2 separate regions of the Sus scrofa genome follow, and region 2 is linked to region 1. A link is a contact called in public HiChIP or PLAC-seq data. All regions are on one chromosome and are shown on one strand. The core of a region is the stretch at or near the end of the contact, and the rest is flanking DNA. Distances in the headings are between cores, read along the strand shown.

Region 1 (5,034 bases), core at 1,429-3,928:
CTTTTGCCCATCTTATTTAACTCAAATTCTCTGTTGAAATTCGAAGTGCGGGTTGAGTCTTCATCTCAGTCAATGGGGGTCACGTTAGGATGATGCTTCTAGATACAATTTTGGGGTAAAGTAGGAAATTACAAGGAACAATACATGGAAAAGTGGCATAGCTGTAGTTCTGCCAAAATGCCATCAAGACATCAGATAGGTTAATGATTACCTTTAAAAACTGCAAAGCTCAAATCTCGGCCTAAAAAAATACAAAAGCTGACACTTAGCCAAGCAATCTGGACTCCTCCTGGCCGTTGGGCCCCAAGTGTCTGAATCGGGAGCAGAGAGAAGGAAGTCAATGGCTTTCGTGTCCCAGGAAGAAAAGACCATCTTCCCTTTGTTCTGAGCAAAACTGGAAAAGATGGTTTTTCCTGAAGACCTCAGCACAGTTGCCTGCTTTCTTTAATGCTTACTAACATTCTTTGTCTGTAGATCTTAGCGATTATATATAATAGTTTTCACTCATGGCAACCTATTAAGAGACTACTTATATACACCAAATTATATAGTTAGAAACTGCCGTATACTTTGGAAACTGGGAAAAGCATTTGCAACTGTATGGCTAGAGAGCCGTGTGTCTCTTGTCTCTGCCACAAGGTGGGGAGACATTTCTGCCAGAGGACTCAGCATTGCAATGACAAGTTTCACAGCTGACGTTTCTCCTGCAAGATAAAGTCACTTTCTTGCTTGAAAAAGATTATTTGCTATGTTCGGACCACCTCCTTTCTGCCATTTGGGTAGGTTTTGAGCTTCTTTGGCTGATTTATTTGCTATAATGCAGACAATGGAGTCCTAAGGCTTAATTTTTAATTGTTTTATTATCTGAAACAGTATCATGGGTGTACTGGGCACATGCGTCCAGGATCAAGAGCACTGGAGGAGGCCTTCCTGAACCTCCGCAACCCTGGGACACACGCTGGGTCATGAACACAGCCCACACTGGCAACCAGCACAGTTTGGGGGTCAATCTCTACCTCACAGTGTACAGGAAAAGTACAATTAAACTGCCCGGAACTTTGGTCATAACAAACTGCTTCTAAATGGCTCCCAGGGGCTTTCTTGTGTTATTTCAGTAACAATACCAATTTAAATGGATAACCCTGATTTCTAAAAATCCAAAGCCATATATTATTAATAGTCTTTGAGAAACATAAGCCGTATATCAGTTAACCTCATGGAGTCTCTTTTGGGGGCCATGGAGGCTGAGTTTTCTTGGAAGCACTCACCTAGTGACACCAGATTATTGACCAGAACATGCCCGAGTGTACCTTTAGACGGCACCCTTGATTTTCACCAGTAAAACCCTGGGAAGTGTTTGAACAAAGGCAGCCCTATTTTTAGTGAACATTCATGCTGATTAATAGGGCAGGAGAGTTTGGGGGGGAGTGGGAGAAAGTAGAGGGTTTGGATGAATGCCGGGGTGCAGAAAAGGCAGTCTTTTCAGCATTTCGGGGCCCACAGCCTCACAGCGCTGCTTGCTTCTCAGCCAAGTGGAAACTGCACTCGGCACAGCGGCAGGTAAGCACTCCCGGTCAGTACTCGGGAGGGTTTTTTTCCGTTTGTTTTGAAAGCAAGCAAATTCCTAGAATATTACGTCCGTGAGCACTGGTATGATAGACCAAACACAGGAGGCCACGTCACAAATAAAATGCTTACCAGAAATCCTTGTGAATGTTATTGAGAGCACTTAAAAATTATATTATTGACAGTAAAGCAAATAATTATTTCATAAGGGCCATAATGACAGAAACTGGCAATGATTTGGGCATATCCATTTTCTGAATCTATATCCTTATTTTCTATAATACATATCTTACCCCCCAAAACAAACAAACAAAACCCACCAAGAGTAAATATGGGGCTCTCCTAGTTTCTAAGAAACAGGTGTTTAAATTGTGGAGATGAATATTCCTCAGATATCAGTGATTTCGACTACCCTTTCCACATCTCTTTTCTTCCCCAAATCCCCAACAGATGATCAGCTGCACTCATATTACCTTATGTCACCAAGACGGTGAAGACAAGTTTCTGAAATGATTTTTCATCCAAAGCCCTGAAATGATTTTGGGAAAGTCGATATTTTAAAAGGCCATTTTCCTGAGATAAGAACTGAGTTTGACGTCTGGGATGAGGATCTTGATCAAGAGAAACAACCTTCACACCAAAGGGGGATGCCTTGCCTGAAAGAGTGAGCTAACTATGTTAAATTTAGAAAAGAACAATGGAGTTGACTTTAGCATGTTTTCTACTGTGATCTCTGTTACCCAGAAACAAATACTAAATGACGTTAATGTCACTTTAATTCTTTAAAATGTTAAGTGGAAATGGGGAAAAAGAACAATCACTGGGCATGAGAAAAATTGCTGTCTTAAAAAATCCAACATCTAGAATTATATGAATAAGTACCCCCCAGATACTCAGCAGTTGTCAATAATATTTTTAACAGGGCTTGGATCACCAGAAGTCAGGCATGGGCACCTCAGCCCCCAGTGTTTTGTGGCCGTGAGGTGGCTGGAGACAGCTTAGTGTTTTCCCACCTTACATCAGATAGAAAAAAGTTGCTAAGAGCCCAGCAATGCTCACGCACATGATGTAAAAGTGAAAATGCACACAGAATTCAATTACATCTTGCAAGAAAAGTGACTGAGACATGTCACAAAAGTTGGGCAAGGAAGAATTACCCAACTAACGTCAGAGTTCCTATATCAGACTGTGATCACTTTAGATTTGCCAAAGAAACAAAATAAATGATGAATTAATCCTTGATATTACTCTAATTTTTTTGCATTTAGAAAATTGTTATAGATTGCCAATCTTAAAAAAAAAAAAAAAAATCGCTAACGCCTTTACCCAGAGTCCCATGGAGGCTCAGCAGGTTAAGGATCCGGCATTGTCACTGCTACGGTGCAGGTTTGATCCCTAGGCAGGGAACTTCTGTATGCCTCGGATGTGGCCAAAAAAAGAAAAAAAAAGAAAAACAAAACAAAACAAAACAGAAAATGCCCATGCTCACTCATCAGATATTTGTTTCCAATTTTGTTCCTGTCCCTTAGAGAGAGATCAGTGATCCTTCCCCCCAAACCAAATACATCATTACAAAGAAATGCAAATAAAAGAAACAAATAATATTGAGAAAAGCAAAACTTGGAAGACTTTATCTAATGCTTGGATAGTTGCATGGGCAATTTTCTTAGTTTAGAGACAATAGTAAAGAACCACCTATTAATTAATTTGTTCATTCTTGAAAGGAACGGCCCCAGAGAGTGGCTGCCTTGCCGGGCTGGTGAGGGCATGGTTATTAATCACCCCACACAGGCCAATATGGAGCGGGTTACCCCCAGGCTTCTCCGGGAGCCCCCACTGCTGTTTCTCTTTCTTTATGCACCAAGAAGACCTGGGTGTGGGCTTTAAGACAGCAACATTTTCACACAAGGAGCCTTAAACCTTCCACCTTACCACCGACCATTGCTGTCTTTTGCATCTGCGGTGCCTTTAAAAGAACAGCTGCGTCCTCTCCCCTCCAGTGTTTGCACTTTTACCTGTAATCTGATTGCGGGAGGAAAGGAAAACCCGAGCACCCCTCCCTGCACCCGTCCCTGATCGTTTGTTTGGTTAGTAATTCTACCTAGCCGGGACTTTTCCCTTCCCGGGCTTGCCGGGCTCTTCCACGGGGCTGCATCTCCATGGCAATGGAAAAACACGATGCTGGCTGGCGAGGGCCCGGAGCCGATGAAACCCTGCCCTGGCTCCGGCCTCGCGGGAGGGGCTGCGCTAATTTATAGGTGGCCTTTAGGGATGTTGGGATTCAGAGATCAAAGAAGGTCAAAAGGGGGCTGTTGGAATGGGAGATATTTATTGTGTTTAATATAAATACAAATGTGTGCAAGGAGAGAAACTGAAACCTTAAAAGTCATGTCGATCATGGTGAGTCAATATAAATACAACTGAAGATGGGCAGCCTGCGGAAATTAACTGGCACTTTAAAAAGACGGCTTATTTTAAATTGGGGTAAATTAAGGCAGTGCCCATCTCAATGGAAACTGAAAGTAGGAGTCAGCAGAAAGCTTTGGTTAAGATTTCTAACTGCGCTGGTGATCTGCTTGGTACTATCTTCTGGTTTTAAATGCTAGGTTGACCCAGAGCACTTTAGAAATTTCTGGTTGCACTTCTTAGCAACATGTTTTGTTGTTCAGAACATTTGTTTCACACTGTCAACTATACAGTTAACTCTGTGCCCGTTAAACAACATGAATGTGACAAACGGTGGCATGGGGGTGTGAGTGCAGCAGGGGGAAAGGGGCTTTGTGCTTGGGGGGTCTCCATTAGTGAAACAATAAATAAGCCTCTAGTAAAACTGATATGATGGGAAGTGACTTCCATTCAGTTAACTCAATTATTAGTGCTAATTGGGGCTAGGTGAAGCACAGATAATTGAAATTCACAGAAAATCCAAAAACCTCTATTTAACCAATAACTTCAAACTTCTTCCTCATCAAACCAATTACCAGAGGACCTAACAAATAGAAAAAAAAAAAAAAAAAGAAAAAAAAAAAGGATTAAATTGACTTTCACCTTCCCAAAGATTACCACTATGCTGTCTCTTATTGATGAATTGGGACCGAGCGCCAAAGACCGACTGTATTCCAGAGGCTAAGTTACAGATGGTCCCCAACAATGAAAACAGAAAGGATTTTATTCCAAAAGTTTGTTTGCAAATCAGCTATTTGAGACTTTTTTCTCATGGAACAATGTTATTTATTCACTGTGGTTGGATTCCAAGGCCCAGAGAGACCGACTGGTAACCTAATGACACAGGAAATATATTTAGAATTCTAAGTCCCTTAATCAATCCCTTTTGAATCCTAAACCCTTGGCTTCCAACTCCTAAATCTCTCTGAGCCTTAAATTGAATATTTTTTAATTGAAGTAAAATTCACATAAGGCAAAACGAACCATTTAAAAGGGAACAGTTCAGTGGCAGTTAGTGTGTTC
Region 2 (5,034 bases), core at 1,182-3,681, 66 kb before region 1:
CTCGTACCGCAGGGCCCTCCCATGTGTTGTTTCCACCCACCGTCCACTTTCTCAGGTATGGTCCTTCTAAGAGGCCTTTCCTGACCCCCTTCACCCCGTGACCAGGTCCCCCTGCACACTGCACTCCCCTGGCCCTATCCCAGTGCACGTCTGGACGTGCTACAATCACAGCTCCTAGAATCTGTCACTCGTGTGTCAGGCATCACACTAGTGAAGGCAGGCTCACCAAACACCGTTGACGCTGATGCCAGCCCAGAGCCAAGCTGGGAGTGGGCATCCACCGCTGTCAGAGATGGTCCAGGCCCAGAGCTTTGAGGGGGTAACCCAAGATCCAAATCCAGCTCTGCTGCTCATGGGGATTGGCTGAGTGACCCTGAGCCGGTATCTTAACCTCACAGTTCTTTGGTCCATTTCTTCACTTTTTAAATGTAAATGATGGTAATGATAACTATATTACAGCATTTTATAAGGTTTAAATTAACCTTATAAAAAAGTACAAAGTACAATGTTTAGCCCCTTGTCAAAATACCTAATTGGTATTATTATTATTATTATTAATAGTTAAATAAATGAATGAATGTCAGTGCAGTACCCAAAGATACCCAGTCACTTGCGGTGACTCTATTTGGTTTAATAAGTTCAAAAGGATGAAACAGTAGTATAGGAAGTTACATTCGAAATGGCTAAATAATAACACCTACATATTCACTGGGCCCTGCGTGGTTCACTACAAAGATTACTTAACACAATTACGTCTTCCACCAATGGCTACAATCGTCCACAGCAGACATGTTCAAACCCGTTTTAGCTCCAGACTCCATAAAAAGTAAACTTGAATACAGGCTGGATGTTAGACAATACTTGAGAATTACTATTGCTATTACTTTTTGTTAGGTTGGTAAAACAGGAGAACGTTCTTAGTTTTTAAAGATGCGTGATGAAATATCTTGGAGGCAGTTTCCAAAAAAGAAGAGAAGGCAAGAGCATCAAACGCTAAAAACTGCTAGGGCCAGATGCTGATGTACAGATAGATGTTCATTAGCTACTCACTCTATCCATTCTGATGGGTTTTGGATAAAAGAAGGTAAAAAAAATAACTCCCGCTTATACCTCCAGTAGGTAACACAATGGAAAGCAGAGCTGCTGGGGGCTACGGGGTGAGCCCTCCCCCATCCTCATGCCTCCCCCATCGCCACCCCCTCCTCCTCCCCCCTCTTCCCCTCTCCAGACCCCCAGGAAGCTCAAATGGCTCTAAGGAATGCAGTTTGGGGAAATTACCTTTTGTTAATTCTGGTATTCAAAAGTCAAAGAAAAAAAATCATCTGAAAATATGAAACTGTCCAAAAGCAAGCAGTACTTTATTTTAAGAGGTTGCTTGCTGGTGTTCCAGAGGCTTGTCTCTGTGTCACTCAAGGCATACACCCAAATGTCTTTGGGTGCAGCCTTTGTGCAGGCACCACAAATCAGCCCAGAAGCCAGAATGAAGCGGCTTGGGAGGACCTCAGGAGAATCCTTCTCATCACATCCCCAGGCCCAAATCCAGCAAGGCTTCAGGAGGTTCTCCTCTCTGGTTTGAAAAATCACTTTCCAACCAGTTAAATATGGCAATATCCAGGTGAACGGTATGCTCTCCTGTATTTTTACACAGTAAGCCAAGGTCTGACTCTAGAGGAAATCATGCCACTTTCTGCTCTGTGAAGTAAACCAAAGCAAAGCAAAGGCCAAATGGTTTGGGGCTGATTTTCCCCAAACCATCAAAGTCGGTTCCATCAAAATGGCATCCTGAAACAGGAATTAGAAGGTTAATGTTCAAATAACCGCTGACGTTTAGGGTCATTTGCATAACAACTATGCGAGTTTTAGTTTCTTTAAAGGGACCCAAACCAGACCCCAGACCCAAGGGAAGCTGGAAGGGGCCACAGGGAAGCAGGACTGGGCCTGTCCAGCACCTACTCTGCTGCTTCTCATTTTACAGAAGCAAAGCCCAAAGCTCACACTGTCTGTCAAATACATCTCTTCCATTCTAGTTCATTAATTAACCACACCATGATGCTAAGAAATAGGCTGGCTTCCCCATGCCTTGTGGTCTCTCCCTTTTCCCTAGGTCACCCTAGGGGGTGGGTGTCAGGAGCTTCCAGGAGGAGGAGGGAGCAGGCCTGAGACTACAGAAGGCCCTGCTCTCCCAGGGAGGGTTCCAGGAGAGTTGGGAAAATGTAAGGACTTGGTGATATTGGGAAGATGCCCTTAAAAAGAAAACAGCTCAGGGCAGACAGAACACTCAGAGTACTTATTTACAGGATATCCTGCCTCCAGAAGACACCTCATACAATTTAAAAAGTCGCCTCCTGAGGGCGACTGTGAGGCAGCGCTTTCTGCCCAGCTGCTGGGCAGACCGGGGGCACAGGCCCTTGGGTGCCGGCCTGGCCGTCTGTCTCAGCAAACTGCCCATTTGTCCTCTTGCACACAATGCAGTGGGCCTTCCCCTGTGACACTGCAGTATTATGAGCCATGAATTAAAATACACCATTAACATCCTGCACAAGCTTATCTACTGCGGAGACAAAAAGCCCATTCTTCGAACAAATGGGGAGAAATTCCATGACAACAATGAGGAGTTCCTCTCCCCACATGCCAATCTGCCTCAGATTAACAATCCCAGGCTCAGAGTCCCTAGACCTGGGTCCCCAGCCGCCCCATGAAGTGGCGCATTCACAGCTCGGGGAGCGAGGGCGCTGATGGCAGGGCCAATCAATAATCCATTATAAGCAAACCTTGGTTCCACTCTAACAAGGAGAAATGAACGCAGCAGCCAGAATCGCTGCATTCACCGCCCTGCTCCAGCCCCGCCCCCACTTGGGGGCGGGGCACAGACCCCCTCTCCCGGGGCGTGGGGTGCAGCACTCGAGCCCCACTGACCGGTTTCTGAGCAGCCCTGGAGAACAATGTGCTGGGACATTTCTGCCAAAAGCACTCGTTTTCAAGGTAAGCCTCAAAAATGCTTTGTACAGGACATGAGGTGACAAAATTCCATCCTTCAACAAAGCTTCCTTTTAATTTCTTAGCGCCCCCACCCCCAATAAATCAACGCCAGTGCCAACGGGGGGGGGGGCGCACATGTAACTCACTGTCCCTAATAAGGGTTTATTATGCAAACTCGGCACAATCACAATCGTTTAAAAGCAAGACTCCCTTCGATTCTGTACCTCACTTACAGCAGAAACACAGAGGTGACCTAAACGTTAATCAGCAAGTAGCTTCTCGTTGATAAAGTAGTTTACCACCATGTGTCAAAAACCCAACACACGCCTGGCCGAGGACAGACAGACACCATCTTCACCTTCCGACAGAACAAACCCTAACAGCAAAGACAGTTCACGACACACTTGCTAAACAAAATACAAATTAACATTAATGTACAAGCTCTCTCCTCCTACTAAAATATAAACGTTCGTAGTCCAATCTGATCTTACAGGGAGGGAACCAAAAAAAAAGCAGATGAACACACAACATAATTATTGATTACATTCAGAAAAGGCCAAGAATGAAGGAGGGAGGATGTGTCAGTTTTCTTTCCCCTGCCACGAATAACAGATCCTGGCAAGTCCAAAATGGTTCTGGAGACTTTAATAAAGAGGCATCAAAATAAAACTAAAGGTGCTGGCTTTTTTCTCTCAAGAGGAAAGAAGCGTTGTTTTACTTGCTTTTTCGTCTGCTCTCCATAATGAACACACTACGGATAGCCTTTATTTACTATTTCTGGAGTCTGTAGTGATCTTATCAATCTATTTGTCCTTATAAGAGTGAACTTAACAAAAAAAAAAAAAAAAAAAAAAAGGAAAGAAAGAAAAAAAGGAAAAGCATGGGAGCCAGAGCTGGCTCTGTGATTTTCTGCAGATAGGTGTCCGCTGGAGCCCCTGGCCAGCCACAAAGAGCTGGGATCTGGCAGCAAATCCAGCTTCCTGCAGAGGCCAGCGCTGCCGGCCTAGTTAATGATCTTGTCAACATTTCCACCAAGAGCTGCATTTCCAGAAGCTTAGACCTGCATCTCTCCCAAACGGGGCGACTCCATGAAATCTGTCGTCACCGAGGGGTGCTGGGCGCTTTACAAAAAACAGAGGAAAATAACTCGCTATTCAGACAGGAACCACAAAAGCACAAGTTTTTACTTTCACTCTTTTTACATCCTGCATCAAGCTGATTAAAGCCAACGTTTCCACTAATACAGAAACACTGAAAACTTGGGGAACGCCAGGGAAAATGAAGTCTCATTGATTTCTTTTTTTAAACAAACATGGAACATCAAAAGGCCTTCGATAAACTGCAGGGAAAATGCCATTTAAAAGTGGCTTTATAGGTTTTGACTCAGCCTAAATTCAAAAGTGTAGACACTGCCACCAATGTCCAATAAAAAAAAAATTTTTTTAGAAATTATCAGCAATGAAAACAAAAGAGTCATGGGCAGAAACTCACTGTATTTTCTTGCTATGGAACACTTCCTAGTCAACCAGCCACACCTTTCTGAAATGACTATTAGCTGACTATAAATGTATTTGAATTAAAATTTGTTTCTAGAAATAAAGCTGTATTTTATTCCACATAAATCAACAGCACAGGGCAATATTTACCCCCAACACTCATACACATACACTGACCTGTTTTCCAGCCTCTAACCTAAAACCAACACTTCTCTCTCAGTATAAGAAAACAGATCGAGATTAATACCTATCAAATGTTATCTCTTTCTCCTGTGCTTTTTGTGAGAGCACTTAGAAGTCACCCCACAAAATGAAGGAAAGAATTGTGCCCAAGAAAACAAAGAGAGATGACGACGTGCAATAAGCCGTAAAATATTCTGTTAAACATCACCTTCTGAGGTCGTTCTGTTTAGCACAGAACTCAGCCGCCCAAGACCCCTTTATTAAGAGCACCCAGAGGATAAATACTTCAATAATCAATGTTACTGAATTCTAAGGAAACATGGTCTGTAAAAATACCCTGAATCGAGGACATTTTGGTAGGGTTTGGTAGGTAAGA

The links. HiChIP or PLAC-seq counts read pairs in DNA pulled down with a chosen protein or histone mark.
Region 2: a contact with region 1 is called in an H3K27ac HiChIP or PLAC-seq map of alveolar macrophages. The contact joins two enhancer-like sites. A contact is called at or near these places in 1 of 5 promoter capture datasets (liver), 2 of 47 Hi-C or Micro-C datasets (liver and skeletal muscle) and 1 of 2 datasets of contacts at active chromatin or transcription factors (alveolar macrophages).

Annotation. Positions count from the first base shown.
Region 1 is chr1:147,956,780-147,961,813 of Sscrofa11.1, reverse strand. LOC102157619 (a long non-coding RNA gene) reads left to right here. Exons shown (of 2, transcript XR_002345834.1): 2 at 2,017-2,333. Among named protein-coding and RNA genes, the nearest start is that of ZNF516, 28 kb to the left of the region's middle. Within about 2 kb of position 2,678, at least 39 of the 83 cell types and tissues checked have an H3K27ac peak or open chromatin away from gene starts, as enhancers often do. A contact at or near this core is called in alveolar macrophages, liver and skeletal muscle, where this site is marked.
Region 2 is chr1:148,022,173-148,027,206 of Sscrofa11.1, reverse strand. All of the region lies in intron 1 of ZNF516 (zinc finger protein 516), which reads right to left. Among named protein-coding and RNA genes, the nearest start is that of ZNF516, 37 kb to the right of the region's middle. Within about 2 kb of position 2,431, at least 35 of the 83 cell types and tissues checked have an H3K27ac peak or open chromatin away from gene starts, as enhancers often do. A contact at or near this core is called in alveolar macrophages, liver and skeletal muscle, where this site is marked.